Regions from separate parts of the Zea mays genome. Here regions 1 and 3 are each linked to region 2. The links are chromatin contacts, called in public Hi-C maps. All regions are on one chromosome and are shown on one strand. Each heading gives the region's core, a stretch centred on a gene start, on an enhancer-like site or on the middle of the called end of the contact. The rest is flanking DNA. Distances are from core to core; before and after follow the strand shown. Region 1 holds the start of LOC100273610. Region 2 has its middle 25 kb from the start of LOC103651394. Region 3 overlaps LOC100191159 (GBF-interacting protein 1).

Region 1 (2,700 bases), core at 103-2,602, 470 kb before region 2:
GTTGGCATTGTTCTTGAGCTCAGTGGCAAGCACAGCACCCCGCTGGGTCTCAAGCTTCTTCCTCCAGTCAACACCAGTGACCTTGGGATCGAACTCGTTGAGGGCGTTGAGTGTAAGGAACTGGCGCTCGCCGCGTAGATCAACGCTCACGGCATGAACCTCGCACCGAGCAACCAAGCTTGTCTCCTCATCAAGCTTCCAGCGGCGGTAGCGGTAAGCAACGGAAGCAGCTTCCTCCCCTTCAGTGGCAAACGGGTTAGGCTCGTCGAACGTGACCTTCTCACCATTGCGGAGCAGCACCTGCTGCGAGAAGTTCTGATTGACGTATGTGGCTTCAACCGCCAGCGAATGCGCGGAGTTGATGTCTTCCTTGGCCTCAGGGAGTGCCTCCTGGGCGGTTTCGTTGACGGTGAGAAGATCAAGCTGAGAGCCATCACGCTTGTCGAAGAACAACTTGTTGCCAACACGCTGAATTACGATATCCCAGGACTGGACGCTACGGGGCGCACACATGAGTGCGGCCAGGATGGTGTCATTGGCGAAGACCGTGGCCGTGTCATTCTCAGCAAGACGGCGGATGACGGGGTCGTCGGTAGTGGTGACCTTGAAGAAGTTCCGCGACTTGAAGCGCTCGAGGCGACGCTCGGCCCTGGGGGTGACGCGATCGTAGGTCCGGTCGTAGTACTCGACTGCGCCACAGACGAGGAGATCCTCGGGCTGGTCGGCGACGGCGAAGGAGAGCTTGGAGAAGGATGAGAAAGGGATCTGCTCCTTCACCGACCACTCGGGCTGGATGTCAACGGACGGTTTGGCAGACGACGAGGAGGGCCCGCCGCGGTTGAACTGGTGGTGCGTGCGGCGGTTCTGCTGCCAGTGGCGGTCGCGGCGGGCGCGCTCCTTCTCGGCCTCGCGACGCCGAGCCTCGACCTCTTCGTCGCGGCGCTGCGGGAGTTGGGGCCGCTGCTGGAAGCGCCAGCGAGGTCCAAACCGCGGGTGCCGCGGCGGCGGTTTGCCATCGACGAGGCGGAAGGACGAGTCGTCCGCGGACGCGAGCCCGATGGAGTCCTCGAGCCCCGCGAAATCGAAGACGGCGTCGCGAGCTGCGGCGAAAGCCCCGGGGCCCGGCGGGTTGCGCGTCCAGTCGGCGATGCGGCCCAGCTTGTCGGAGCGGGAGAAGGGAGCGAAGGGGACAGACGAGGAGCCACCACCGAGGGAAGGCGGCGCGGCGGCAACTTCAGGTGGACCCCACCCGTCGGGGTTGTAGGGGACGAGGCCCACGTCGAAGCCCATCTTGGGCGGCGGCGGCGGAGGAGGAGGAGGATGGGCGGTGGTGTTCAGAGGGCTTGGTCAGATCAGATTGGGTGTAGGAAAATGCTAGACGGCGGCGGTGGCGGCGCGAGGGTTCGGGAAGGAAGAACTAGGGTATGGTGTGCTGGATGGATGTAGATCGTGACTTCAGGCACGGGCCAAGGCAATCATACGCATTAAGCCCACTTAAGCCTACAGTGCCAGTTCGGCCCAGAAAGATTTCATCCATAATGATATACCATCAACCCAAGATCAACGATAAAAACTATAACACTGAATTTCAAATCCTAGAAAATTTGAAGTATAGTCATTATAAGGGGTTTTGACCGAATTAAAACCGTGTAACGAATTGTACATGTAGACTGATGTCTTACACAAGAGAGCAGAGAAAATCCTGCGCAGTATTGAAGACCTCAAACACGTTTATTATAGTTGTGCAGGTGAGCCGTGACGCCCGTGAGCAGTGAGGTGGCACAAGCACCTACAGCCGAATGCTTCCATCACGGACCGGATAGCTAGTGAGAAATGTTTAACAGATCAATGTGACATCATAACCTAAATTAACAGAAAGTGTACATCTCTCTCGTGCAGAAGCGAAGCTATAAGAAATTAGAGGGTAATGTGCTTCTCTTGTAGATATAATAGTGGTTTTTAATGTTTTTGTGGGTGTATCAACACTAGCTGTTTGATTCAGATTAAAGTCAGTTGTTTGGTCTGATGCAGCTGCAATCTATAGAGACAAAAACATTGTAGAAGCATTAGAAACCATTACGAATCAAAACCAAGTAAACAAGCCATCTTCAACCACCTTTGGAGGGGCTTCCTTTAGTTAGGGGGCATCGAAACACTTTTGCCTGTTTAATTCACGTTTTGCCTATTCCTCTACTACGGTTACTTTGTGTTTTCTTTTGACCCTAGTTTCATCATCTTTAGCGAAGTTTGCATAATATGGGTATAGGGAGAGAGAGAGAGTGCATATCGTCTCTCCGTGGAGCCGCAGGGTGTCTGTCTGTTGCCTCTCTGTTGGGCGCCAAGTCTTCCTAGACACCTCGGTGCGAAAGAAAAGTTAAAAAAATATTTACAATTGGGTTCGTACTTCTCGTTGGTGGGGTGGTAGACCATATTTCTACAATATTTTAGTGTAAAGTATAGTTTTAAATTTTTAAAAAATATTGTAGGGGAGGCCCGGGCGGACAGGGTCTGCGCTTCGGCTTCGCTCGCGCACGCACGGTGGCCGGATGCTGGCCGTGCTGGGCTGGTTATGTGGCCATGAACGGGCTAACATTTTATGGCGGGCTTCGTTAAGAGTCCGGACTGGGCCGACCAGTAGTCCAAAATAATTGAGGTCACATGACGTGGTCCAAGGATGAAGAGAGAGAGTTCCCTAAACTA
Region 2 (2,961 bases), core at 282-2,781:
CCGTCGCCCGATATCGGACGACCTTGTTGTTCCTGTCCACTTTGAAGTTGGCCAAGAACTTTGCTTTCGCCTCCTGGATCATCCGCTCCTTGTGCTCCTCGAACTGGAGCTGCTCGTCAGCCGGCAAGGTTTACCAAGTCGGCTCTATGATGTTGCTTGGAGAAATATCAGAGCTATCCCTTGAACCGGCCATTGAGGGCCGATTTGATGAGCTTAGATGTGTTTTCCCCAGCGGAGTCGCCAAAAAGTATGTTGACACCTTTTTGGAGGCGCCAATCACTTCAAAAGAACCGGCGGCGGTGCTCTCTGGTCAGGCGCGGACGGTCCGCGGCACAGGGCCGGACGGTCCGCGTACTGGCGCGAGACGGCGGTGCTCTCTGGTCAGGCGCGGACGGTCCGCGCACAGGGACCGGACGGTCCGCGGCCTGGTGCAGGAGCTCGGGTTCCCTGCCTGACGACCGGACGGTCCGCGCCCTAGGGCCGGACGGTCCGCGCGTGCGCAGGGGCGGCGGAAGTCGCCGGCGGCAGCCTGGATCTCGCTCCCGGGAGGGACCCCGTCGGGGAGGAGAGATCCTATGAGTTGTATAGGCTCGGGTAAACCGACCTAGACTCCTCTAATCGACGTAGAGTCGAAGAGAGGCGAAAAATTTGGAGATCGAGGGGCTAAACCTAAACTAGACTAGAACTACTCCTAGAATAAAATGCGAAATAGAAGTTGTTGATTCGATTGTTCATTATAAATCGGCCGTAGACCTCTCTATTTATAGAGGAGGGGGGTTGGACCCTTTACCGTCAAAACTCCGAGCAAATCCCGGGATTTTCGCCAACAAACGCAGCGAAAAACTCGGAACCCTAATCTGTTCTACACGTGCGCGGACCGTCCGGCCCACAGGTGCGGACCGTCCGGATCGCGGACCGTCCGGCCTTATGGCCGGACTGTCCGCACCTCAATTTGGTGCTCAACAGGCTCGTTGGGAAAAAGCGAAGGCGTGCCTGTTTCGCTTCGCTTCTTTGCGCGCTCCGATCAGACACGGTTTAAAAAAAACCCAAAAAATGCGCCGGTGTTCCTGCAGCGTTGAAATGAAAAACTACCATATATAGAAAAGTTTAGCTGAAGTTGTTCAGATAAACTAGCTGGTTACACTTTAGCTTCAGTGAATCCAAATAATAACAAGTAGGAATGGTCATAATTTCTCAGTTGCAGACTTGACGTTGGCATCGGCTTCAGAAATGTGATGCATGAGCATGAGGCAACCTGTCTGGGCGCGTTGCTGTGGGACGGCCCAATATGTTTCCGGCACCAACCACGGGATTAATTGGCTCCTTTCGGGAGCAAATTGTGACCAGTTAATTCCGGCCCATTCTAAACTGTACCTGTACATGCATACTTTTGTGCTTCTTCTCTGAAGGTCGCATTTTGATTTTCCGATTTTGGTGGCGTCGGGGGCGGAAGGAGAGGAGAGAGAAATGATGGAGAGCGCCTGAAAAAGGGGGGGGGGGGGGGGGGTCCATATCCGATATGGGCTTAACACACTTAGATGGGCCAGGCCCCGGGGCATGGGCCGAAGGCCTGAATCCGTCCCTGGCTGTACGGCTAGCGCCTTCACCCACCTCCCAATCAAATTCTTCTATAATCTCTACTCTCTATATCTATACTATACTTAAAGCACCAGTTTCAACGGTCGTCACGCGCCATTTTTTTTCAAATAACCCCCACGGCTATTTCAAATTAATCTGATGCACGTCTATAGACGTCAAACGACGTCCGACACGGCCTAGATGCACGTGGAACACAACTATGGTACAGGCACGTCATGCCGGCCTGCTAACTGTGTCGGGCCAACCCGTTAGCCCGTCGATCCATTTAATTAAATCAGCGTAACAACGCCCGACACGGGTAGATGCACGCGGGCCACAACTATGACACATGCATGTCATGCCGGCCTGCTAATTGTGTTGGGCCAGCCCTTTAGCCCGTCGATCCATTTAATTAAATCAGCGTAAAATGTTAAAAAACGGTGCAAGAGGTGGGGTTCGAACCCATGCCCTGATGGAAGAAGGGCGGGAGACACTAAGTGAAACTGTCTAAACAGTATAACATCACGCTAATATGTTTTTAATATTGAATATAAATTGTATATACGTATATACATTTTTTTGTAAAATAAAAAAATAATCGTGTTGGGCCGGGCCAGCACTACGGGCCGAGGCTACAGCCCAAGCACGGCACGACGTTCTTTGCTCTTGCAAGCAATAGTCGTTTCTGAGACCACATTGACGCAATTGACTACATGGTGTTTGAGGTTGCTGAATTAGATGGAGCAGCAATGATTTGTCACACTAACAGCAAAATGAAAGGTTATTTGTTGGTTTTAAACGTTAGTAATTGCTACGAATTAGCGTAATTTATATGGAGCACATCCAGTTTTTATTGATGCCGGACTTTAGCAATCACTCCATATTTTGATCTATCTTTTTTATAAGTTTGACTTCATGGGACTTATTTTATAAACTTGATCTCACAAACTTTCTCTTATTTGGTCTCTATATGATAGAGTTGTGTCATTTTATAATCTCTGTTCATTCAGTCAATCGTTGTGAACTCTCTTCTAATCGCTCACTTCATTGGTCGTATTGTACCAGGACATATTTGCATGGAGTAAACAATAACATCAGTTAGCCAAATCAAAAAATATATTATACAGAGAGCGGAGACAATCAATAAAAAATCTTGATTTTTTTTGATGGATAGTTTACGTAGGTATTGTTGTAAGCCGTCGCAACGCACAGGCAACCGACTAGTTATACTTAAAACACCAGTTTCAACGGTCGTCCTGCGTCATCTTTTTACAAAAAAGTTCCTACATTTCTTCTAAATCAACTCAGCATAAAATATTAAAAAGCAGAGCAGGATGTGGGGTTTGAACCCACACCCTGATGGAAGAAGGGTGGAAGACACTG
Region 3 (2,793 bases), core at 97-2,596, 290 kb before region 2:
GATGTGCTGTTGCTTCAATTATCTCATTGCTGCATTTCTCTTTATTGGAACTTTCTGCAGACTTCAAAACAGGGAGGCTTCCCCAATACTCAGTCTACGCAACATGTTCCCAGTACAAGCATTTCGTCGGGTCTTCCTCTCCCACAACAATTGCCTGTATACTCTCAGCCAACTCTGCCCCTTGGGCCTTTTACCAGCCTGGTTGGCTATCCATATTTGCCTCAGAACTATTACCTACCTTCAGCGCCATTCCAGCAAGCGTACTCAAGTAATGGGCCTTTCCATCAATCTGCTGCTCCTGCCGTGCCTGGAGCTGGTATGAAGTATCCGATGCCACAATACAAGAGCAGCCCTCCTGCTTCGACCCTACCACAACCATCATCACTCTCTGGTTACGGAGGGTTCGGAAGTGCAAATAATATCCCTGGAAATTTCAGCCAAAATCAGGGTGCTCCCGCTGCACCTACAACTTTGGGATTTGATGAAGCTTTAGGCACACAATTCAAACACCCCAATCATTATGCAGCACTACAGCAGGTAATGATGACATAGTGCTCTGGTTCATCTTCTGGTGCCCTTGGTTGGATCTATAGCCTTCTTTAGTTGCATGAGGTTTTCGTGTTCCTATTTTTGTTTTGGAGGTTCATTTCATTCTGTCGTTTTTTTTGTTTCCATATCAGAGTGATAATTCAACGATGTGGCTTCATGGAGGCGCTGGTTCAAGAACAATTTCTGCAGTTCCGCCTGGTAACTTCTATGGTTTCCAGGGCCAGAGTCAGCATGGTGGCTTCCGCCAGGCACATCAGCCATCTCAGTACGGTGGTCTTGGGTATCCAAGCTTCTACCAGTCGCAGACCAGTCTGCCACAGGAGCACCCCCAGAACCCCACTGAGGGAAGCTTGAACAATCCCCAGGGGGTACCATCCCAGCCTTCACACCAGCTCTGGCAGCACATCTACTAAACCTTCTGTGCTCTCCTTGGAGATGCCTCTCTACGCTGCCAGCTTACCTGCAAGCGAGCAGACTAGCTGAGCCCAACAGCAATGAAGTGTGTTGTTTTTCTTTCTTTCTTTTTTTTCTCCAGCTGTGTGTTCTGGAACTAAATTAGGCTGTCGTGGTTTTTACTTGATAGTGAGTGGTGTTGCAGAGGTGCTATCTTGTAACGGTAAAGTCCTAACTCATCTAACAGATCTGCTTTTCATACCCTGTAATGTGCCGTTTTGTTCTTGATGCCTAGAAGCTTCTACGTGCTGCAGCTACTTTTGATATGCATGCATGCTTATGAAGTTGCAGCCCTGGTTTGCAGAATCGTACAGGATGAGAATGGGTACTGCTAGCCTGCTACAAATTTCCCATGGGCTTTGTTTGCTTGGAGAAGCATTGAAGAACCCAACAATATTGAAGTCACCAATCCGGTGGACTCAACTGCGATGTTCACATGCAATGCAAATGTTCATGCAAACCAGTGTATCAATTTATAAGCCTGCTATGTTGTTATCGAACCAGTTTTAACAAAACAGCCGCAGAGTGTCAGGCAGTTCCATGGAAATTGAGCTGTACCGTATGCATTGGAGTTAAATTCCAGGACGATTCTGGGAAAAACGGGACAGATGAAATCACTAGCGCGACACTCAGTCGGACAGATGATCTCAGTAGCGCTGATTCAGTGTTGGGTCTTTTTCTACTAGAAGAAAAGGTTAATCAGAGTTCAAAATGCCTGAAGATCAAGATAATAACGGGACATGATCGCACTAGCGTGTTCAATGAGCATCGCCCATCGAATCACTATTGATCAATTCTTAGAGGCTCTTCGCAAGGATTTAGAAGCGAAGAATGCTGCTAATGTGGTAGCTCCTCTAGCGGATTGTTCATTCAAACAACGATTAAGTATGATGGCTGAAGAATATAAGTCCACTAACATCGAAACCACTTATTGGAGCGACAATCACGTGTTGGGCTATCTGGCGTTATTGTGATGTTGTTTTTGAATGGAAAACTGTACAATCTCCTTTGCAGGTAATCTTTTCAGGTATCCACTAGAACCGAGCATGGTGCTAGCTACTTGGGGCTGTTTGGAGCAGGTGCTCAGGAAGATGACGATGGCAATCTAGTCCCCGGATTGATCTCAGCTAGGTGTCAGGAAGTTTTTAGCTTCTTTTTTCATTCGTGTGGGCTGTGTGTATGTTGACACAGAGGCCGGGAAAACATAGTCAACAAAAGTTGTAATCACTTGATGTAACTATCTTGATCTTAATTAAAATTTTCCCTTATAAAAAAACATCCAAACCTACAACTTCGAGGCTCCATCTATTTCTACATCCAAGGTAACTTCACATGTAAGCGAATCATCTAATGGGTTTACTTGGGAACAAGTCAATAAATTGTTGGACAAATGGTACTCTAGTTTGGTTAGTCTTAAGAAACATGTTAATGTTGCGTCCGTCATGCCTAGTTGTTTCTACGCCGATGTCGTAGGATCCTAAAACCAATTTTTTTTCCTAGGCCATGCCGATGAACTAACTGTTGGCGCTTTTTTGGGGCACCAATCACTCAACAAGAACCAGCGGCGGTGCTCTCTGGTCAGGCGCGGACGGTCCGCGGCACAGGGCCAGACGGTCCGCGACCTGGCGCGAGGCTAGGGTTCCCTCCCTGACGACCGGACGGTCCGCAACCTGGCGACAGGGTTGTCTTCCTCCTCCTTGCTGGAATCTAGATCTCGTCCCTTGGGGGGAAAAGATCTTAAGGTGCTCTGGGTCGACAGGTCACCCGAGGCGTCCCCACACGACGTGGAGT

The links. A called contact is a pair of places that touch in the nucleus more often than the background predicts.
Region 1: a contact with region 2 is called in a Hi-C map of ear, with 4 times the contacts expected there. The contact joins the promoter of LOC100273610 here to the enhancer-like site in region 2. A contact is called at or near these places in 2 of 25 Hi-C or Micro-C datasets (ear and tassel).
Region 3: a Hi-C map of tassel shows a contact between it and region 2, with 3 times the contacts expected there. The contact joins two enhancer-like sites. A contact is called at or near these places in 5 of 25 Hi-C or Micro-C datasets (ear, leaf, tassel and 1 more).

The regions. Positions count from the first base shown.
Region 1 is chr3:216,739,210-216,741,909 of Zm-B73-REFERENCE-NAM-5.0, forward strand. It overlaps LOC100273610, which reads right to left and starts at 1,353. Exons shown (of 1, transcript NM_001148026.1): 1 at 1-1,353. The coding sequence starts at 1,290.
Region 2 is chr3:217,205,475-217,208,435 of Zm-B73-REFERENCE-NAM-5.0, forward strand. No RefSeq gene overlaps it. Among protein-coding and RNA genes, the nearest start is that of LOC103651394, 25 kb to the right of the region's middle. Within about 2 kb of position 1,532, at least 17 of the 20 cell types and tissues checked have an H3K27ac peak or open chromatin away from gene starts, as enhancers often do. A contact at or near this core is called in ear and tassel, where this site is marked.
Region 3 is chr3:216,912,440-216,915,232 of Zm-B73-REFERENCE-NAM-5.0, forward strand. LOC100191159 (GBF-interacting protein 1) reads left to right here. Exons shown (of 10, transcript NM_001358427.1): 9 at 61-537; 10 at 681-1,236. The coding sequence ends at 962. Among protein-coding and RNA genes, the nearest start is that of LOC100191159, 7.9 kb to the left of the region's middle. Within about 2 kb of position 1,347, at least 3 of the 20 cell types and tissues checked have an H3K27ac peak or open chromatin away from gene starts, as enhancers often do. A contact at or near this core is called in ear and tassel, where this site is marked.